Regions from separate parts of the Rattus norvegicus genome. Here all the other regions are linked to region 3. The links are chromatin contacts, called in public Hi-C maps. All regions are on one chromosome and are shown on one strand. Each heading gives the region's core, a stretch centred on a gene start, on an enhancer-like site or on the middle of the called end of the contact. The rest is flanking DNA. Distances are from core to core; before and after follow the strand shown.

Region 1 (2,700 bases), core at 152-2,651, 71 kb before region 3:
CTCCCATCTCAAAAATGCCCATCAGGAAGAAATCTGCTTCATAGGCTTCCTGTGAAAGTCGTGTGATAAAATGAATGCACTCAAAGTTAGATTAGGTTGCCATTTAAGACCTTATGCCACCATGGCTCACATAGGCTTCTAGTACACACGATAGCAGGCATATTCAATTCCCTCCATCCCAGGGCACAGCCCCGTGAGGCACTGAATGGAAGAGAGAGGCTGCAGGAGGCAGAGGTGGAAAATGAGGCTATCCTTCGGGGAGAAGTAGCAAGAAGGCCCGGGTCCTTCAAGTTTCGGTTGCAGGAGAATAAACAGGAAACGGAATTCTAAGTGTCTCACGGAACTAGGCGCTCCCAAGGTTAGGCTGGTAAATCTGAGACAAAAACATGTCTTAAAACAACTTTTTAGAATTGTCTTGCCTTTTTTTTTTTATTGTTGAGAAGCCATTGAAGACCCTTGGAGGCCCAGAAAGCCTATATGATCCTTTCCCTCATCAGACACTGTATCAGGCCGGCGGGAAGTACCTCTTATTGCTTATTGAGGAAGGGTTATGGAGCAGGAAGAAGCCCACAGCCCCACCTCCTGTAACATCCCTATCTCTCCCACCGTCACAGAAAGTTATCACTCACAGCCCCACTCCCAGCAGCAGTCTTCCCAGCCTCCAAGCTGAGAAGCTTGGTCCTGAAGTGGTGCAGTTCATTTAGGACAAAGGACCTTAGTGCTTCGTTCAACAAACAAGAGGCCCAGCCTCCAGGGAGGTGGAGTGGGCAGGTGTGGAGACGGCAGGAGGCTGTAGGCAGGCTTGGCACATATGAGCTGTGAGTTCACCACCTCTGTGCAGGCCCCAGGAGTTGAAGTGCTCCCAGGGAGGGGGCCTCAGGGGCTGGGTGTGGGGTGCACATGTCTGGGACTTGCACACACTTGTGTTTCCCCGTGATCAGACCAGAGGTGAGACTCATGGAGAAGGCTTGGGGGTGGGACAGAGAGCAGAGGGGTCCAGCTCTCCACCTGCCAAGGTCCTGAATTGGGAAGACTGGGACCCAGCAGCTCCTGCTTGTCCCAATTCAGTCTTGGGACTGATGCTCTATGGCTGAGGCAGTGTGGAAAGTGGTCAGATGGCATTGTCTATGGGACATCTCCAGCTAGACTGAAACCACAGCACGAGAGGCCTGGTAGGAATGTCTAAAGGCTACAGAGGGGTGCTAGCATAGCAAAGACCGGAGTTGTCACACCTAGCCTGACTGTCTTTTATCCCTCTTGGGACTGATTGCCTAGCTTCTGGGAGCCTCCTGGCCCTGCTCTATTGAGTCCCTGGAGCCGGACAGGCGGGTGTGGCAGCCATTGTATAAGGGTGAGCTCACCCGCTGTTCCGCCCCAGCCTGCACCAGCCTGCCCGCTGCTGGTTAATCATTGTTCAGACACCCTGGCTGGCATGCAGGCTGCAGAGAAAGACATGACAGGGCAGAGTTGCCTCTGCCAGGTCTCAGTAGAGCTTTCTTACCCAGCAGGCCTGAGTGGAGGCTGCTCCCCTGCACCCCGAAGAGGACACACTGCAGTGGGGCTGAGACCGCGTCTCTTATTTCCTTAGTAGACCTTAGGTAAGGCATTCTGACCGAATGCAAGAACATGCCTCTAGTATTTCCTCTTGTGCAATTTAGTGGCATTGCTCGGACAGACAGCAATGCCCAAAGGTCTTAAACACCAGTTCCCCCGTATACTGGGTGACCGTAGTCAGTCTTCATAGTCTCTCTGTGCCTTGGCTTCCTGGGCTATGGAAGGGTGCTATTGATGGTGATGATGCGGTCCTCTCAGGACTGTAGTGAGGGTTAGGGCAATCATAAAGTGCCTACTGTGCCAATAACTAGAAAGCCCAATGTCTTGAACAAGGTCTAAAACACTCATCGCTGGACTTAACTATTTTTCCAAAGGGAGGTGAGTGACCACCGCAGGTGGGCTGGCCTGTTTGTATGCACTGTCTAAGCATCCTTCAGTGCCCTCTGGTGAACTGGATACAGCTCTCCCCAGGTCTCTGGATGAGAACACTCAGATTCCAGGGTGGGGGAGGTCTGAACATGAAGCGCCAGCCCAAGGTCACTCCATATAAGCGACAAAGGTGAATTTTAGCCCTACGTGCCTCTGTGCTCGAGTCCCACACTCTCACTATCACCCAGCACTGCCAGGTTTACAGATCAAAGACGCAAATCTGGACTTGTCCAGCAATTAAATTCTGCCCACACTCACTGGCATTCTCTCAGCTCGTGTGGGGGTGGAGTGAGGGGTTCTGGGCTGAGTCCGTGAGAAAGACGAGGGGGCCAACAAGGACTCGTTTACTCCCTGGGTCTAGAGAACCCCAGCCCCCTGCCCATGAAGAGACAGGAAGGACCTAGCACAGGCCTGGAAGATGCCCAGTGCTGCTTCAGCTGAGACCCACAATTATTGCAACATTTCTTCATTCGTCATAGTTAAGTGGGAGGCGGGTGCTTATCTAGAGATTATGGGAGACCTGGAATCTTTCCCCTCACCTCAAGCCCTCCCACCCCCCCCCCCAGGATGCTGTTATTAGTTGAGATATGGTTGGATAGTACTAAGGATACCCCTTTGCAAACCAAAGCAGTAGGGCACTTGTTTTTCAAGAAATATTATAGCCATCCAGAAGTTCCTTGGTCTAATTCAGAGGTGTGCCTTAAAGAACAGTCTTGG
Region 2 (2,700 bases), core at 119-2,618, 91 kb before region 3:
ACTGCTTTGGACCTAGATGGCCTATTGTGACTGGAGGATCCTGAGGACAGGAGAGGGGCTTCAACAGACACGCCATAGCACTTACCCATAGAGACCATTAGGGTTGGCTGTGCTGTGGTAGGGAAGGAGTCCAGGGCTCCTTGGAATTCACTTCTCATTGTGGGGAGGTCTACTTTAGACAACTTGGTTTTGCACATGTTTCCTCTAATTTTTCTGTTTTAGAGCCCCAGCAGACCTTACTTCTGGGGTAAGGCAAGTCAGTTGACTGGTGTCCCCACCTCGCTTCCCTAATCTACATTCGGGAGACCGCATCGGGGTTAAATAAGACTTTTCATTTTCGTTTTTGTTTTTAACCTAGAAGAACCAAATCCGGACACCAAAACGTAGGCTTAGTTTGTGTGTTGTCTCTGAGTTTGTCGCTCATGCGTGCAACAGGGTATGGACTATCTGTTTGGTGCCCCATTTTTGGTGGCCCATAAGTAGGCTGGCTAGCCCAGGATGCCATGGAGTAGCCACCTCTTGACCAGTCATGCCTGTGTGCATAGACTCAGGGCCATGGCCTTTGTGACATTGGAAGAGCCTGTGTGAGAACTTCCTCCTAGATTAGTCTAGGGATGGAGGGGAGGAGACTGTATAGTTTGGGAGGAGGGGTGACAAGGGTGTCCAAGACTCTCCCACCTTTGGTACTAACTCTGGTCACCCTTTCTCCTGGAAGTTGACAAGACACATCTTGAGTATGGCTGGCACTGGCTCCTCCATCAAGAACCAAGTTCACCTTCAGCTCCTGTGGCCCTGTTCCCAGGCTGGAGTCAGAAATGTTTCCCAAAGAGTGAGAGTCTTTTGCTTTTGGCAAAACGCTACTTAATCCAATGGGTTCTGTACAGTAGATTTTGCAGATGTAATAAACTTTAATATAAAGGAGTCCTATGAACTCTACTGTTTCTGCTTCTTATTCTCTGGGCTGGTGGTACAGACGTAGCCAGCCTCTGCCCAAACCCGGGTAGCTCAGAGAAGCTTGGCTCAAGGCTACGTGCCTCCAGTCCTCTGAGGGGTAGGATCCTGGATCCAGGGTTCCGCTGGTTTGTTGTTTTGTTTTGTTTTTCTTTTGGCTAAACTTCTTTTGGAAGTTGGTAGGTTCAGCCAAGGTTCTGCAGGACCTGACGTCTGTTCTTCTAGATGGTTTAAGTAATCGGGACTCTAGCACATCTTGACCTGGGGTCACTACAGCTAAGCTTGCTTTGCAGAGCAGATACCTGGGACAGCCTTCATCCCTCATGGTTGCTGGGACACTTCTGAGGACTCCTTGCTTACTTAGCTCAGCGATGTTCCAGCTGCTGGCTAGGCTGCTCAGTGGCGCGGCTAGACAAAAGATCTGTGCCCTGTGTTTCATCCCAGAATTTGCTGCCAGATCGTACGGCTGGATGTGATGTGGGGTGGGGTGGGGTCAGATCTGAGACAGCACTCAACTGAGGGCTTGTGAGACAGTGTCCAAGTCTCAGGCTGGGGCCATTCATATAATTGCAATAAATGGTACGTGTCCATTTGGACAGCAGACACTTTGGTGTACTTGAGTTTCTTTTTGGTCTGGTCATGTCCTACTCTGTCTGGTTTTTGGAATGGGAGCCTAACTGGCCTGTGTTCTGGCTTGGTACCAAATAGCAGCAGTCTCTCTATGCTTGCCCAGGCCCCAGGGCAGGACTTCCGACTTTGCACCTGTTCAGCCCTCTATGTGCATAGCATCCACATAGAAGTCAGGAGGATTCTGCTGACTCTGAATTTCAGGATTTGTTTTTGTTCTGTTTGCTTATTGGGCAATTCTCAACCTTTCACTAGCAAACAGTCTCGTGTGTCAGGCTTACAAGTATTGTCTGCACATCGAGGGAAAATTGTCAGTAAAAGACTGGCAAGTTGGAAAGGCATAGAACACCACAAGGAGCCCCCAGATTATGGTGCAGCTCGATGTCTCCCTTCAGTCTCAGGGTACAGGTCCGCCCCGACACCTGGCATGTCCTTGGTGGTGCAGAGCAAGAAGGACCATTATGCCTGTTGACACATCGGGGGCTGCAGGTTCCAGCCTGCTTAGCGGGTGACGCTCTTCTCCCATGCTTAAATCTCCAAAACCAGCACTGATTGCCTGGACCTGGTGACACAGGAGCCTGTAATCCCAACAATTTGCTAGGCTTAGGCAGGAAGCTTGTCAGTTTAAGGTTTATGTGATTGGAAGAGTGAGTTCAAGGTCAGCTTGGGCAACTTAGAGATCTTGTCTCAAAAAGCAAAAACGAGGGGCCAGCAGTCAGGGGTTAGTGATCTATGCCTTTAGTTCCAGCACTAGGGAGGCAGAGACAGGTGGAACTCTCTCTGAGGCTGGCCTGGTCTACAAAGTGAGTTCCAGGACAGCAAGGGACTACACAGAGAAACTCTTGTCTCTGAAAAGCAAACCAAAGTAAACCAACACCCCCCCCCCCAAAAAAAAAAAACCAAAACCACCCAGCAAGATGGTTCAGTAAGTAAAAAGGTGCTTGCCATCAATTCTTGACAACCAGTTTGTTCCCAAGACCCACTTCGGTGGTGGGGGTGGGAGGGAGAGAGAGAGAGAGAGAGAGAGAGAGCAGACTCCTGCAAGTTGCCTCTGACCTTTACATGCATTAATAAGTAACCTTCCCAACCAGATAAACAAAATTATTTTTCACTCATTTAAAA
Region 3 (2,700 bases), core at 184-2,683:
TGGAGGAGTGCTGTTTGCTGGCTTGCTCCCCATGGCTTGCTCAGCCTGCTTTCTTATAGAACCCAGGACCACCAGCTGAGCAATGGCTGCACCCACAGTGGGCTGGGCCCTCCCCCACTGATCACTAATTAAGATAATGCCCCACAGGCTTGCCCATAGCCCCAGTTTACAGAGGCTCCCTCCTCTCTAATGACTCTAGCCTGTGCCAAGTTGACATAAAACTCATTGGTACAGTCACCTTTTCCTTCCTGGTGGAAAGTTCTTCCAGAGGAGCCTGTTTGTATGTCGGGCTGCATTTTCAAATTGACGTTGCATTTAAATGGACGTTGCACTTCCAATTTCAGCGCGTTTAGAGACACAGTGTATACAGATCCATCTCATGTGTGCTTCTCCGTGTTTCCTACTGGGTGGTGGTCGGTATCACCTCTCTCGTATGCTGGGAAACCTTGTGACTGCTTTGGTGAGCGGAAGTCACTGGAGCAATGGCTCTACGACTTTGGAAGCTAGATCAGAAGAAAGACCCCTGCCTCCAAACGCCTGAACTCCTCTCACCTCCTCTCTTTTTGTTTGTGGAACCAGATGCCATGTTATGAGGAAGCCCAGGCTAGTTGAGGAGGCCACAAGTGGGTGTTCTGCCTGACAGCTCCTCTCTAGGTCTTCACTGACCACCAGCACCAGCCATCAGGATGTGAATGAAGACACTTTCTGGATGTCTCCTGCCCTGGCACTTAGGTGCGACTGCTCAAAAGGCCCTGTGTGAGAACTGTGTGGCTGCACTCTGCAATCTGTAGTCCTGTGTGAGGGGTGAAGGTGATGCGTATTAGTTGACAGCACTGAACAGCAATAGTTCACACTCCTTGTCTCTGCTACTGAAACCTGGAAGCTCACGCCTCCCAAGTATTTCATCCCAAGCTCTGAAAGTTCCTAACATCTGGGCATTGCCCCCACCTTTCTCTCTCAATCTCTCTCCCTCTCCCTCTCCCTCTCCCTCTCCCTCTCCCTCTCCCTCTCTCTCTCTCTCTCTCTCTCTCTCTCTCTCTTCCCCTTTCTCTCCCTCTTTCTCTCCCTCCCTCTCTTTCTCTTTCCTTTTCTCTCCCTTTCTCTCTCCTTCCCTCCCTCCCAGGCTGGCCTCAAATTCCCTCCCCCCTACAGCCAAGGGTGATCTTGAACTTCCGATCTTCTGGCCTCCCAAATGCCAGGATTACCAGGCATGCGCCATCATGCCTGGTTCATGCAGTGCTGAGGATCAAACCTAGGGCTTGTTGAAGACTCTGCCAATTTAACTGCTACCCTGACCCTCTAGCAGATTTGAAATTAGGAATTCCAGTTGTCAAAAAGCTTTAAGGCACTCTAACATTTCCAAGATAGGCAGTCATGATGTAGTGGAAGTTTCCTGACTCCTCAGTCAGGCACTCACTGTCCCAACTCTGCCACCTTCTGGTGCTGTGTCCTTGGATCAGTCACTTTCTGTGCTTCAAGAGCTCAAGTTAGGAAGCAAGCAGACCAAGCACTTTGCTGAATCGGTGTGACACCGAGATTCTTTATACCTAGGATTATGGTGATGGAAGGGTTTGAGACAGCGTACAAAGATGACACGTCAACAATGATAACCGATTTGTTGAATATCCATTCATTTCTGGGCACTACCAAAGGTCACATGTACATACTGGTTTATTTGATGGTCGTCACTGTGAGTTAAGACATCACAATGGGAGCTGACAGAGTTCAGAGGGTAAAGACACTTGCTGCCAAGCCTGGGGACCGGAGTTTGATTCTCAGGAGCCACACGGAGACATGAAAGGGCTGTGAGTTGTCCTTCTTTGTCTTCTATGTATACACTGTGGAGTATGCATCAGAGGGAGAGAGAGAGAGAGAGAGAGAGAGAGAGAAATTTTTATTTATTTAATCACTTGTGACCCCCATTTTACAGAGCAGGAACCCAGTGATGTTAAATCACTTTCTCTAGATTACACAACTAACAAAAGCAGAGATGGAATTTGAACCCAGGAAGTTTATCCACTGTGCCACACTGACTCTGGGTAAACGTTTAACTCTTGAGTTATAGGTGCTCATGGCACGAGTGCTCAGCCCAGCCCATCCCTGAGGAGACCGAGTGGATAAACCAACAAGAATGGAACCGGTGGTTGCTAGCACTGAAACAGGCTGATGAGAAAACAGGATGGGGGCCATGCTTGCTGGCCTAGGGGCAGTGGGCAGTGGAGCAGGGTGGACTTCTGAGGAAGATGATTCCTTGCAGTATCAGGATAGAGGCCCTCGTCTGGTACTCTAAGTCAGCCTGGGCAGAGGTAGACATGTGGTGTTACTAGATGGCAAGACACTTGACATTAACCCCTGATCTTTTCCTGACCCCCCAGTGAGTCATCTGTCTTCATCCCTAAAATGCTAATAACATGGGCAACTCCTATATAAGAACACACACAGAGAGCATTTGGGGAACCAGAAATAAATGCTTTAGTTAAGTCTTCCAGTTGACAAAGGGTATATTATTTTGTTTCCTTTAGATAATTTTGTAGAGAGAGACAAATTTTGTAGATTTCAAAGCTCTGCCCTGTCGAGGTGTGGCCCTTGTCCCCATGTGGGGCAGCTACTGAGATTTTCAGGTCCTCAGTATAGGGCTGCAGAGATCAGCAGTCCCGTCTACCACTAAGGTGGGCGACTGTCACCTGTAGGGTACTCTCA

The links. Hi-C and Micro-C count contacts between places; a contact is called where the count stands out from the background.
Region 1: a Hi-C map of liver shows a contact between it and region 3, with 5 times the contacts expected there. The contact joins two enhancer-like sites. A contact is called at or near these places in 3 of 12 Hi-C or Micro-C datasets (kidney, liver and mammary epithelial cells).
Region 2: a contact with region 3 is called in a Hi-C map of liver, with 8 times the contacts expected there. The contact joins two enhancer-like sites. A contact is called at or near these places in 2 of 12 Hi-C or Micro-C datasets (kidney and liver).

Annotation. Positions count from the first base shown.
Region 1 is chr6:37,323,075-37,325,774 of GRCr8, forward strand. No RefSeq gene overlaps it. Among named protein-coding and RNA genes, the nearest start is that of Sdc1, 42 kb to the left of the region's middle. Within about 2 kb of position 1,402, at least 8 of the 93 cell types and tissues checked have an H3K27ac peak or open chromatin away from gene starts, as enhancers often do. A contact at or near this core is called in liver, where this site is marked.
Region 2 is chr6:37,302,948-37,305,647 of GRCr8, forward strand. It overlaps Sdc1 (syndecan 1), which reads left to right. Exons shown (of 5, transcript NM_013026.2): 5 at 1-1,556. Among named protein-coding and RNA genes, the nearest start is that of Sdc1, 22 kb to the left of the region's middle. Within about 2 kb of position 1,369, at least 5 of the 93 cell types and tissues checked have an H3K27ac peak or open chromatin away from gene starts, as enhancers often do. A contact at or near this core is called in kidney and liver, where this site is marked.
Region 3 is chr6:37,393,723-37,396,422 of GRCr8, forward strand. No RefSeq gene overlaps it. Among named protein-coding and RNA genes, the nearest start is that of Laptm4a, 43 kb to the right of the region's middle. Within about 2 kb of position 1,434, at least 2 of the 93 cell types and tissues checked have an H3K27ac peak or open chromatin away from gene starts, as enhancers often do. A contact at or near this core is called in kidney and liver, where this site is marked.